Regions from separate parts of the Mus musculus genome. Here region 2 is linked to region 1. A link is a contact called in public HiChIP or PLAC-seq data. All regions are on one chromosome and are shown on one strand. The core of a region is the stretch at or near the end of the contact, and the rest is flanking DNA. Distances in the headings are between cores, read along the strand shown. Region 1 has its middle 13 kb from the start of Gm30746. Region 2 overlaps Med13l (mediator complex subunit 13-like).

Region 1 (5,155 bases), core at 1,230-3,729:
GGAACATGAGCGTGGGCAGTAGAAGTGTGAACACACGCTACATGCCTGACGCGTGTTGTTAGAATGAATACTCGAGTGTCTTCTATGATCTGTTTTGCATGCACGTATGGGTCCACGAGTGTGTGGAGGTCAGAAGTTGGCGTCGGCTGTCTACCTTGATCACTTTTTATTCATCAAGGCAAGGTCTTCTGCTGGGCTCGGCGTTGGCTGACTTGGCCTGGCTGGTCAGCCAGCTTGTCATGGGGACCCCTGTCTCTGCTCCTGACAGCTAGGATTATGAGCTGGCTTCACATCTGTTCACCCAGCTGTTTGTGTGGCTGCTGGGGGTCTGAACTTGGGTCGTTAGGCTCCCGTGGCAAGTGCTTTAACCCCTGAGGCCTCATCCCTGCCCTCCTTTGCTTATTTTTAATTAACTGATTAATCACTTACAGCACTGGGGAGCGAACACAGGGACTTGGGGCTGCTCAACCATACCCTTCCATTCCCTTCAAAGTTTCCAATTAAAAGTATTCATTTTATTATTTATGTACTTGTTGTTGGGGAGCAGCACATTGCTGATGTCAGGAGACAACGTGCAGAGGACAGTTCTGTCTTTCTTATCCCAGGGATCACCAGGCTATCAAGCATGGCAGAAGGCACCTGTCTTAGTCAGGGTTTCTATTCCTGCACAAACATCATGACCAAGAAGCAAGTTGGGGAGGGAGGGGTTTATTCAGCTTACATTTCCCACATTGCTGTTCATCACCAAAGGACGTCAGGACTGGAACTCAAGCAGGTCAGAAAGCAGGAGCTGATACAGAGGCCATGGAGGGATGTTCTTTACTGGCTTGCTTCCCCTGGCTTGCTCAGCCTGCTCTCTTATAGAACCAAGACTACCAGCCCAGAGATGGTCCCACCCACAAGGGGCCTTTCCCCCTTGATCACTAATTGAAAAAATGCCTTACAGTTGGATCTCATGGAGGCATTTCCTCAACTGAAGCTCCTTTCTCTGTGATAACTCCAGCTGTGTCAAGTTGACACAAAACTAGCCAGTACAGCACCTAAGCCAACCTACCAGGATATTGCCAATTTTTATTTTATTTATTTATTTATTTATTTATTTATTTATTTATTTATTTATTTGAAGCTCGTGAGTCTCTGTTCTGAATCCAGCAGGTGCCAATGTGTGCAGAACGCCCCTGTGAAAAGGAGTAAAGAGTAGACATTACCAGCAGGGAGAGGTTCATGGGTTTGAGAATTAGATAGATAGACAGACAGACAGGCACATGAAAGAGAGATAAATTGTTATATATGATAGGCAGAGATAGATAGACAGATAGATGAAAGACAAAGAGAAAAAGATATAGATGACAGATAGATAGATAGATACACACATACATAGATAGACAGATAAATAGATACATAGATACACAGATACATAGATACATAGATATATAGATATACAGATACATAGATACATAGATGATGATAGATAGATAGATAGATAGATAGATACATACATACATACATACATACATACACACACAGAAAAACAGATGACAGATAAGAGGTATGTAGGTAACCTGGCTCTCCAGCACCCGAGGCTGTTTTTTTATTTTACTTAAAATATTTAACTAAAAAATATTTTAATTCTGGCTGGAGGGATGGCTCAGGACTATGAGGAACACTGGTGTTCTTCCAGAAAATCTCGGTGTGATTCCCAGCATCCACATGGCCGCTCACAATAGTAACTACAATTCTGGGAGATCTGACACCCACTTCTGAGCTTGTGGGCACCAGTCACAAATGTGGTGTACAGACATACACACAGACAAAACTCAATACTCATAAAATAAGTAATAAGAATATTTTAAAATTTCTCTTTCTCTCCATCTCCTTTTCTTTCTGTCTGTCTGTCTGTCTGTCTCTCTTCTCTCGTGTGTGTGTGTGTGTGTGTGTGTGTGTGTGTGTGTGTCTTCCTTAAGGGAACTAGTACTTTGTTTCTGTTCCTGTCTGAGGCAGAGTCTTTCTACATAGCACAGGCTGGCCTCAAACTCAGATGCAATCTTCTGTCTTAGATTCTTAGTGCTAGAATTACAGTTCTACCACACCTGGCTTCCTTTTTCCACTAAGGAAAAAGATGAGACCCACCCCGCAAGTACAGAGTGCTTTACTGAAACTCCATTTGTTATTTAAATGTCAGGTTTGTGGCAGGTAAAGGTGTCTGCCACCAAGTTTGTCAATCTAAATTGATCTCTTGGGCCATCAGATTCCTGTGATCTGTCCTCTGAACACTCAGAGGCTCCGTCCTGTCATGGATGTCCTGCATGTCAAACCTGGGACCTTTATACTAGGCAAATTCTCTGCCAGTGAGTTGTACCTCTAAGTCCAAATGCACAATGCCTTCACAGAAACATCCAGAATAAGGTTGGACTAAATAGCTAGATACTGTGGTCCAGCCAAGTCGACTCATAAAGAAAACCACAAGATCAAAGAATGATTGGAATGAGGGTGTGTCTGGGGTGTGTCTCAGTGGTGTAGAGCTTGCCTACCACGTGGGAAGCCCAGAGTCTGCTCTCCAACACACACACACACACACACACACACACACACACACACACACACACACACACAGAGTGGAGTAGTATCCTGGATCTCAGGTAGCCCAGGCTAGCTTCAAACTTTCTGTAGCTGAGGATGACCTCATAGTACAGGGCTTTGCAGATGTGAAGCAAGAGCTCTACCCACTGGGCTGGGTCATCTCCAGACAGCCTTCCGTTCTCACACTCTGCTTGACTGTGGTGCAGCCTCCTCTTCTCCAGCATTGCCTCTACTTGGTTGTTCTTCTGCTGTGGCTTCCCAGACCAAGTGCCTCCCACCCTTGCGTGGGCCAACTATAGTCCACCCTCTCCACAGCTCCAGGAGGCAACCAAGGGGGAAGGTTCAATTTACAAACCAATAAAAATAACCCCCGGGAGACAAAACAGCCCAAGTCCCCAGGACAAGCCTCTTTTAGGTAGCCTATCTTGATGACACAAACCTCAAGTGGCACCATTAAAGAGGTCAGCTGGGACACACAACTCAGCTGACCCAACGGGTGGGAGTCCTTTGCCTGCAATAACTATAGATAGTGACTGTGGCTGGAATGTCCCCTGGCTTAGAGTCTGGTTCACAACAAAAGACGCCCAGATATAGCAAGAACGATTCCTGATTGTTAGTTTGGGTGACTGATTGATTGATTGATTGATTGGTGGATGGTGTATGTGTGTGTGAGTGTGCATGTGTGTTTGTGTGTATGTATGTATGTGTGTGTATGCCTGTATGTGTGTGTGTGTTTATGGGGAGGTACACACATGTACCATAATGCATATGGGGGTCAGAGGACAACCTCAGGAGTTCGGTCCTTACTTTCTGCCCTATTTGACACCAGGCCATCTTGTTCCACATTCCATACACTCATTAGTGGCCCTCAAGCTTTGGGGGTTCCCTGTGCCTCTCATTTCCCCATTGGAGAACTGGGATTCCAGACTTAGGCTACAGCACCTGGCTTTACATAGGTTCCGGGGAGATTCGAACTCAGGTCCTCATGCTTGAATGGCAATGGCTTTACCCACTGAGCCATCTCCATAGCCCTGTCCCTCTTAATTTTATGTAAGTGACGGGCAGTCTTAGAAAATTTAGAATATGTCTAGGCCCGAAGAAAAAAGGTCAAAAAAGGGAAAACAACAACAACAACAACAAAATAGTTGCTCCATATATTCTCAACAATTTCCTGTCAATCTCTAGACTTTTCTTGAAACTCTCTACCAAATGAATACAGTGTAGAGTTTTTACTCACAGAGCCTGGTGTAACCAGATGGCTTCAATTCTCTCCCTCAGCTTTTCTGCCAATAACATGGTAGTCCTTTATAAAGTTGTTGCATAGTGGGTGGGTGGGGCGGTGTTCTGGCTAAAGGAAAGGTTTGGGTTCAACTCTCTGGTCACATCCTTCATTCTTTCTCCAGGATAAGTGACAGAATCCAAGTAGAGCCACACAGGGCACACATTGGATAGCTTTGCTCTTTCCTTGTGGTCTGTTTATATTGAAACACCCTGGGCTGGATAGTTTATAACGCAAAGAGGCTTCTTCAGCTCTCAGCAGTTTCCCAGTGGTCTCTGGCCAGGGCCTCCAGGGCTCATGGTATCATGACAGTGAGTGAAAAGAGTCACAGGACAGGCAGGAAGCCAGAGGAATTTGAAAGCCAGGCTTGTTCTAGTAGGATCTCCTCTTATAGGAACAAGCCAGTAATCTCTTCTATGAATGACGTCCCCGTGGCCTGTCTCCCACTAAGTCCCAAGATCTCATCAGGCCCACACTGAGGTTCAGGCTTCCAGGACATGGCCCTCTGGGGACACAGCATTCAAACCATGCACTTGCCTCAGGAAAAACCAGATTACAGCGGGTTCCCGAGCATCTGGTTCCCCAATGAACCCCCAGCAGGAATCAAAGCCTCCTGCCTCCAGTGCACAGCCACCATAACAACCAAAGCTGAGTCGGGTGAGCCAGCTCCTCACAGTCTGAGGCAGGAAGATTGTGAGTTCCAGGCCTGCCTGGGCTACAGAGAGAGTTCAAGACTCTCCTGAGCAGTTTAGCAAGACCCTGTCTGAGACTTGAAAAGGGTAAACTGAGCTGGAGGAGCCAGCCAACTTCGGAGCTCTTACCGACCACGGACAAGAGCCTGGATCTAAGCCAGTATCACTTATGTCAGCTCCACAAGGATAGGAAGTGCCCCTTCCTGTTCAGAGCTGTGTCTCCTCTTGGCCATACCAGTAGAGCCAGAGTTTCCTGAGAGCCGGCAGGAGCCAGTGTTATCCCTCTGGCTGCGCTGACCACTGGGGTACAGGTGCGAACCTGGACTCTGACTGTGCAGCCTCTGTCAAATCTATCATGAATAAAATATGAACCAAAGTGCTTCAAAAAGACAAAGAGGGCACGGGAACCCCTGGTGGGGGGAGATTGGAGAAGGTGCAAGAATGCCAGCCGAGCAAGGGAGTAAAAAAATAAATAATCGCATCACTCCGGTTGTCATTTGATTGACACGCCGTGAATCATTTATGGTGAGCTCCACCTCCTTCTAACAACATGGAAATCGGGAGCTTTTCCATTTCTTTCTGTCAGGATTCGGAGCCTGTTTCA
Region 2 (5,155 bases), core at 735-3,234, 250 kb before region 1:
GCACACAACCCTCTAAGGAGTTCTGGAGCACTCCCACAAACCTACCCATGGCTCAGGGGCTGCTGTCAGTGAGGTGCTGCGCTTGTTTCCATGGCTCTCTAAATGCCTCCCTCTCAAGCAGGAGCAGAGCACTGTGCGTGTAAACATTGATAACTATGTATCACTTTATAATGAGTCCAACATTCACGCTGGAACTCTTTCAAACTGAACCCATACTGGGAAAACACTGGATACCAGAATGGCTAAGACCAGTCATTCCAGGAGCTGCCAAGGGCGAAGCACAAGAAAGCCATCACACACACTGCTGCCACAGTGGGCTCTGGTTTGCAAAGCTGCGTAACTGTCTACTACGGCTGACCATGTGTCTATGCTTGGTAGTCTACTCCTGGGTGTGAGCCCCACATGCCACATGCACAAGCAGGGGACAAACTGCACACAGCACAGATGCAATCTCCTGCACAGCTCACAGGGAAAGCAGACAGAGAACTCGACCAACTGCATGGTTCTGCCTCAGTGACGTTCTAACCCTACCCCTTCTACAGTGCTATCAGGACAACTTGGACCGGGAGCAGGGGGCATGAGGATGTGTTCATGTTAGAACATTTGAATTAAAAGACTTCAAAGCAATCCCAGTAAGTAACTTCAGAACTCTTACTTCAAGCAGGATCTTAGAAATGGCTGCTCTAGAGAGTAAGCGCACCAACTTGTAAGTGTGTAAGCGGGAAGGAGTGGGGTCAACCTCATGAAGGTTAGTTTCTCACACAGTAAGCATTCCCTTCTGTGCAGACAGTATGAAGACCGGTCCCAGCCACCCTCCTAACTAGACCACATCCCCAGAGAAAGCTGAATGGCCTAAGGGCAGACCTGACCACCGGTGTCCCAACACCATTCGATCCAGGGAGAACTTCCTAGCAGGCTCTATGAGAGGAGACGAACACCTAATGCCTAAGGAGAGGTTGTGATTCGTCTAGTCAGTATTCCTCAGCCATTCAAACATAAGTATGAAGTGGTCCACACATGGGAACAGCCAAGGGAAAATACCCATTTCCTTCAACTACCGACGGAGAGCTCTCTTCAGAGGTCAGGACTATGGCTGCATTCTCAGAGACCTAAAGGCAGAAATAACACTTAGGACTTCCCCCTTTCACACTACTGGCAATGAAAGTAAACTTTTGGTCTTATTTTAAAACCACTGGGCTACCTAGTGCACTCAAAAGTAAGATTCTTGGTTTTTTGGGTTTTGTTTTTGTTTGTTTGTGTGTATGTCAAAATATCTAAAAGAAACTGTTTTATATTTTTAAATATTTATTCATTTATCATGTCTAGTATTGTCTGTAGCTATGCCTGTGCAGAACTTACATGGAGTACCTGAGGCCAGAAAAGAGCATCAGATCGGCTAAAACTGGTGCTACATTAAGTTGTGAGCCACCATGTAGATGCTGTAAACTTAGCACAAGTCCTTGGGATATGCAGCCAGTGCTTAACTTAACTGTTGAGCCATCTCTTCAGTCCCAGAAAGAGTTTTAATTACTAAAAAATTCAACTCTAGTCACCAAAAGAGAATAAAGTACACTTACAATTTAGGATTCATGCTCGAATCTGTCAGTGCAGAGGTTAGGATGTGGCTCTGTCTTAGAGCAGCTGCCCAACCAACATGTGCAAAACCCTGGCTCTGATCTCAGAACTAAATAAATATTGGCATTCCGTTTGAAGGTGGTGTTCTTCATACAGTAAACAAGAGCATGGGCATGTCTTTTGTTTCTATCACCCTAACCAACAATACTATCCATACTGTTATCTCCCCAAGATATATCTGGACATAAAGATGTAAAATTACTGTACTGAAAAGTTTATACACATACATCTACATATAAACAAAGAAGCTAAAGATTACTACAAGTATCAAAGAAGCATGTGCTAGAGCATGAACTAGCAACAAGACTTCTACTTTGTAATCTCTAACATGGACAAACATTAACATACAATCTCTGTTTTGCATGGCATTCCTGGAGGCCATCCTCAGATGCAGAGGGACTCTTTCCTTGAGAGGCACACTGCTAATCTTAAAGTTTCTAGAAAGACAATTCTGGTCCAGAATTTCAGAAAAAGTCTAGCCATCCTGTCCTCCTTTTCTTGGGAAATTTAACACAGGATCTTAATATTGTTGAATGGAGGAGTAAGTTCCACAGGAGCCCAGGTTATGGTGAACACTCTCAGTCTTAAGGGCAGCTTTGTCTCAGCCAATCAAATTCATGAGCAAGATCTCTTGTGCAAAGTGGACACTTGTGCCTTTTACTGTCTTCCAAAGTAATATTCTACCCCATCATTGGTGGTGGTAGCAGCAGCAGCAGTTTGTCTTGGAAATGTGTTCTGGATTGTTTCTGGGGGCCCTACAGGATCCAGCCATGACAATTGCAGACCCTTCTGAACTATAACAGTCCCTGGGCTTGTCAGGTCAGCACCATGCTATATCTGGTTCATAGTACTTAAGGTGTCTGTCCATCTTTCCACCTAGTCCTAACTCCCCCACTCCACCCCCACTCCCAGAGCATCATCTGTGCTGGTTTCTGGGGAACCCACAAAGGGGCCCAGCAAGCCACCTTCTTTCTATATTACAGTACTGAGTGACAGGCCATGGGTGACTTGAGGGAAGCAAAAGGAGGTGGCCATTTAAACTCAGCACAGGCCCTTGGTGTATAGATGGTAGTGTTCTGTTCCACTTACTTCCAAACTCTCACTGACTGGAACATGTGGTCATCATGGGGCCTGACACTAATCAAGTTAATGTCTTTTTTAACACCACCTCTCTAAGAAAAACAACTACTAAAAGCTATGGCTTTGGAACAGGCAATGCCACTAATCACTGTACTACTAAGACAACAACACAGAAGTCACACAGGAAGACTTGTTAAGGAGCGAGATCCCTCATAATTTGGAACTCTGATATCCTGGGATAAGGAGAACTTCTGGAAAATGCTTGGTGGTGCCTTCGATGGAAAGGGGCGCCCAGGGCCGCATATTACTAACCACGCACGTCTCTCACAGACTGCTCAGGCACACAGGCAAGGCAAAACATTTGATACAGAGCAAAGTGTGCATGGGCATCCTACAGTGTCAGGCTGCCTGCCAAAAGAGCACCTTCCCTCCTCAGAGCCATGCCCCAACCCTGACAGGGCACTGAACTCATCACACTGATGTCCAGGTACAGCCTGGCATTAAGCACACACCAGGCTTTTCTAACTGTGCCGATACACGTGCAGAAATGCATGAATAGAAGGTCCCCAAACACACATACTGTGTGGTAGGTTCTTACACTGCAGTCACAAGGGTGGTGGGACCACGCCTCTCCCGCTCCACTCATGGTCTCACAACCTCATGCTGATTATATAGAATGGCCTCAAGATAAGGTCAAAAATTATGTTAAGCTGAGGTGTTTCATGTGGAACATTTACTATCGCTTCTGACTGATAGGAGACTTGCTTCTTATAAAGAGTCCACAGAATCTTTATAATCTGGGAAAGGGGGATTATGACGCGACACCCTGTGCTCCACAGCTCGGCAGCCATCAGGGAGCAAGCACATCCTCCAGGCTAGCCAATCGAAGAGTTAGCATCAGAGGTGGCTCTGACTTTGCTACATCTCTAAAGGGCAGTATATCAGACCACTGACCACTCACGGCACCATCCTCTACTGCTTGCCAGCCCTGGACTGATAAAGAATGGATACAAAGTGTCTCTGGCAGTTATGAGAGACAGAACTATGTACAACAATGGCAGTTGTTTTGTTCTACAGTGTACAGATATGCAGCTTCAGATCTCTCTCCTGCCTGAGCAGCAGCTGTCCTGGCAAGGGGCTCTGCGGGGTGGGCGAGAGGGAGGTGAGGCTAGAGTGCAGGCGCCTCTGTAAAAGCCACCTCATTTCATGCTGGGCTCTGTCAATACAGCCCCACGTTGATTCTCCTCTACCCCAGACAGTGAGCGACAGAGGCAGAGAGCACAAACCACACACATGCCACTAAGTGGCCCACTAATGTTTTCCAAGGCCATGCTGGGGTAAAAGCCATTCTTTCAATGGCCTGTGATCTGAAAAAGGACTCGCTGTGCAAGGAATAGACATTTCACACCTTGCACAAGCAGAAGGCAAAGTGAAGTTGTGTTTCCCTCCGGTGGAGTCGCCTTCACCCCTGCTTGGTGAGCCTCATCGGTGGACTGCTCTGCCTGAGGAGCAGCAGCTCACCCAGGTTCCCTGTGCACCTTGAGAGGCAGCAAGCCTTTCTAAGAAACTCCTATACTGCCACATTTTTAAAGAAAATGTAAGAACAGTGTAAAGGCATTTTCTCTTAGTTGAATGCTCACTTTCTGCACAAAATCCTGTAACCGGCGGTAAACACTGCAGACAGACATGCAGACAAGCAGCCATCTACATAAAGAAATGCATTGAAAACACACTTAGAATGGTGTCTGACCTCTGTAGCCAGTGTATTTAACTATAATTACGTCTCTCTGCCAAACGTCATGTAAAATATGAACAGGCAAAGTGACCGCAGCACTCACGCATGGAAGTGCAGCAGCCGTCAGGAATCAGGCAATTACAATCCCAACTCATTGAATGGCCCACATTTTCAACTCCAGATCCACATAACTAGCTACGGGGCCTTAAGCCAGTTACTTTACTTTTAATATCTGCAAATTGGGGGTGTAATGACCTACTGCTAAAGACCTTCCAAGGACTGAATGAGCTGCTTGTTTCGTTAGCAGCCGGGGAAGCCTCGCTGCATTGCCAGGGTATTATTACTAACTTCATCCTCACCTGGAGTCTGTGAGGTGGGAAGAATGACTTTTTCTTTTTTTAAGATTTATTTATTTCATGTTTGTGAGTACACTGTTGCTGTCTTCAGACACACCAGAAGGCGGCATCGGATCCCATTATAGATGGTTGTGAGCCACCATGTGGTTGCTGGGGATTGAACTCAGGACCTCTGATCAATGCTCTAAACCTCTGAGCCATTCCCTCCAGCCCCGAATGACTGTCTTATTTGTTTGTTGGTTTGTTTGTAAGTTACTTCTTTTACACTTAGCATCTATGCCAACTATGCTTATGTCTGGTGCCCAAGGAGATGAGAAGAGGATGTTGGATCCCCTGAGACGAGTGGTGA

Evidence for each region. HiChIP or PLAC-seq counts read pairs in DNA pulled down with a chosen protein or histone mark.
Region 2: an H3K27ac HiChIP or PLAC-seq map of extraembryonic endoderm stem cells shows a contact between it and region 1. The contact joins two enhancer-like sites. A contact is called at or near these places in 1 of 15 datasets of contacts at CTCF or cohesin (embryonic stem cells), 8 of 484 Hi-C or Micro-C datasets (embryonic stem cells, erythroblasts and trophoblast stem cells), 9 of 115 datasets of contacts at active chromatin or transcription factors (embryonic stem cells, epiblast stem cells and extraembryonic endoderm stem cells) and 1 of 9 other capture datasets (embryonic stem cells).

What each region holds. Positions count from the first base shown.
Region 1 is chr5:118,446,660-118,451,814 of GRCm38.p6, reverse strand. No RefSeq gene overlaps it. Among named protein-coding and RNA genes, the nearest start is that of Gm30746, 13 kb to the left of the region's middle. RefSeq lists cis regulatory regions at 1-5,155, 1-5,155. Within about 2 kb of position 2,479, at least 60 of the 459 cell types and tissues checked have an H3K27ac peak or open chromatin away from gene starts, as enhancers often do. A contact at or near this core is called in extraembryonic endoderm stem cells, where this site is marked.
Region 2 is chr5:118,695,245-118,700,399 of GRCm38.p6, reverse strand. All of the region lies in intron 4 of Med13l (mediator complex subunit 13-like), which reads right to left. Among named protein-coding and RNA genes, the nearest start is that of Med13l, 140 kb to the right of the region's middle. Within about 2 kb of position 1,984, at least 2 of the 459 cell types and tissues checked have an H3K27ac peak or open chromatin away from gene starts, as enhancers often do. A contact at or near this core is called in extraembryonic endoderm stem cells, where this site is marked.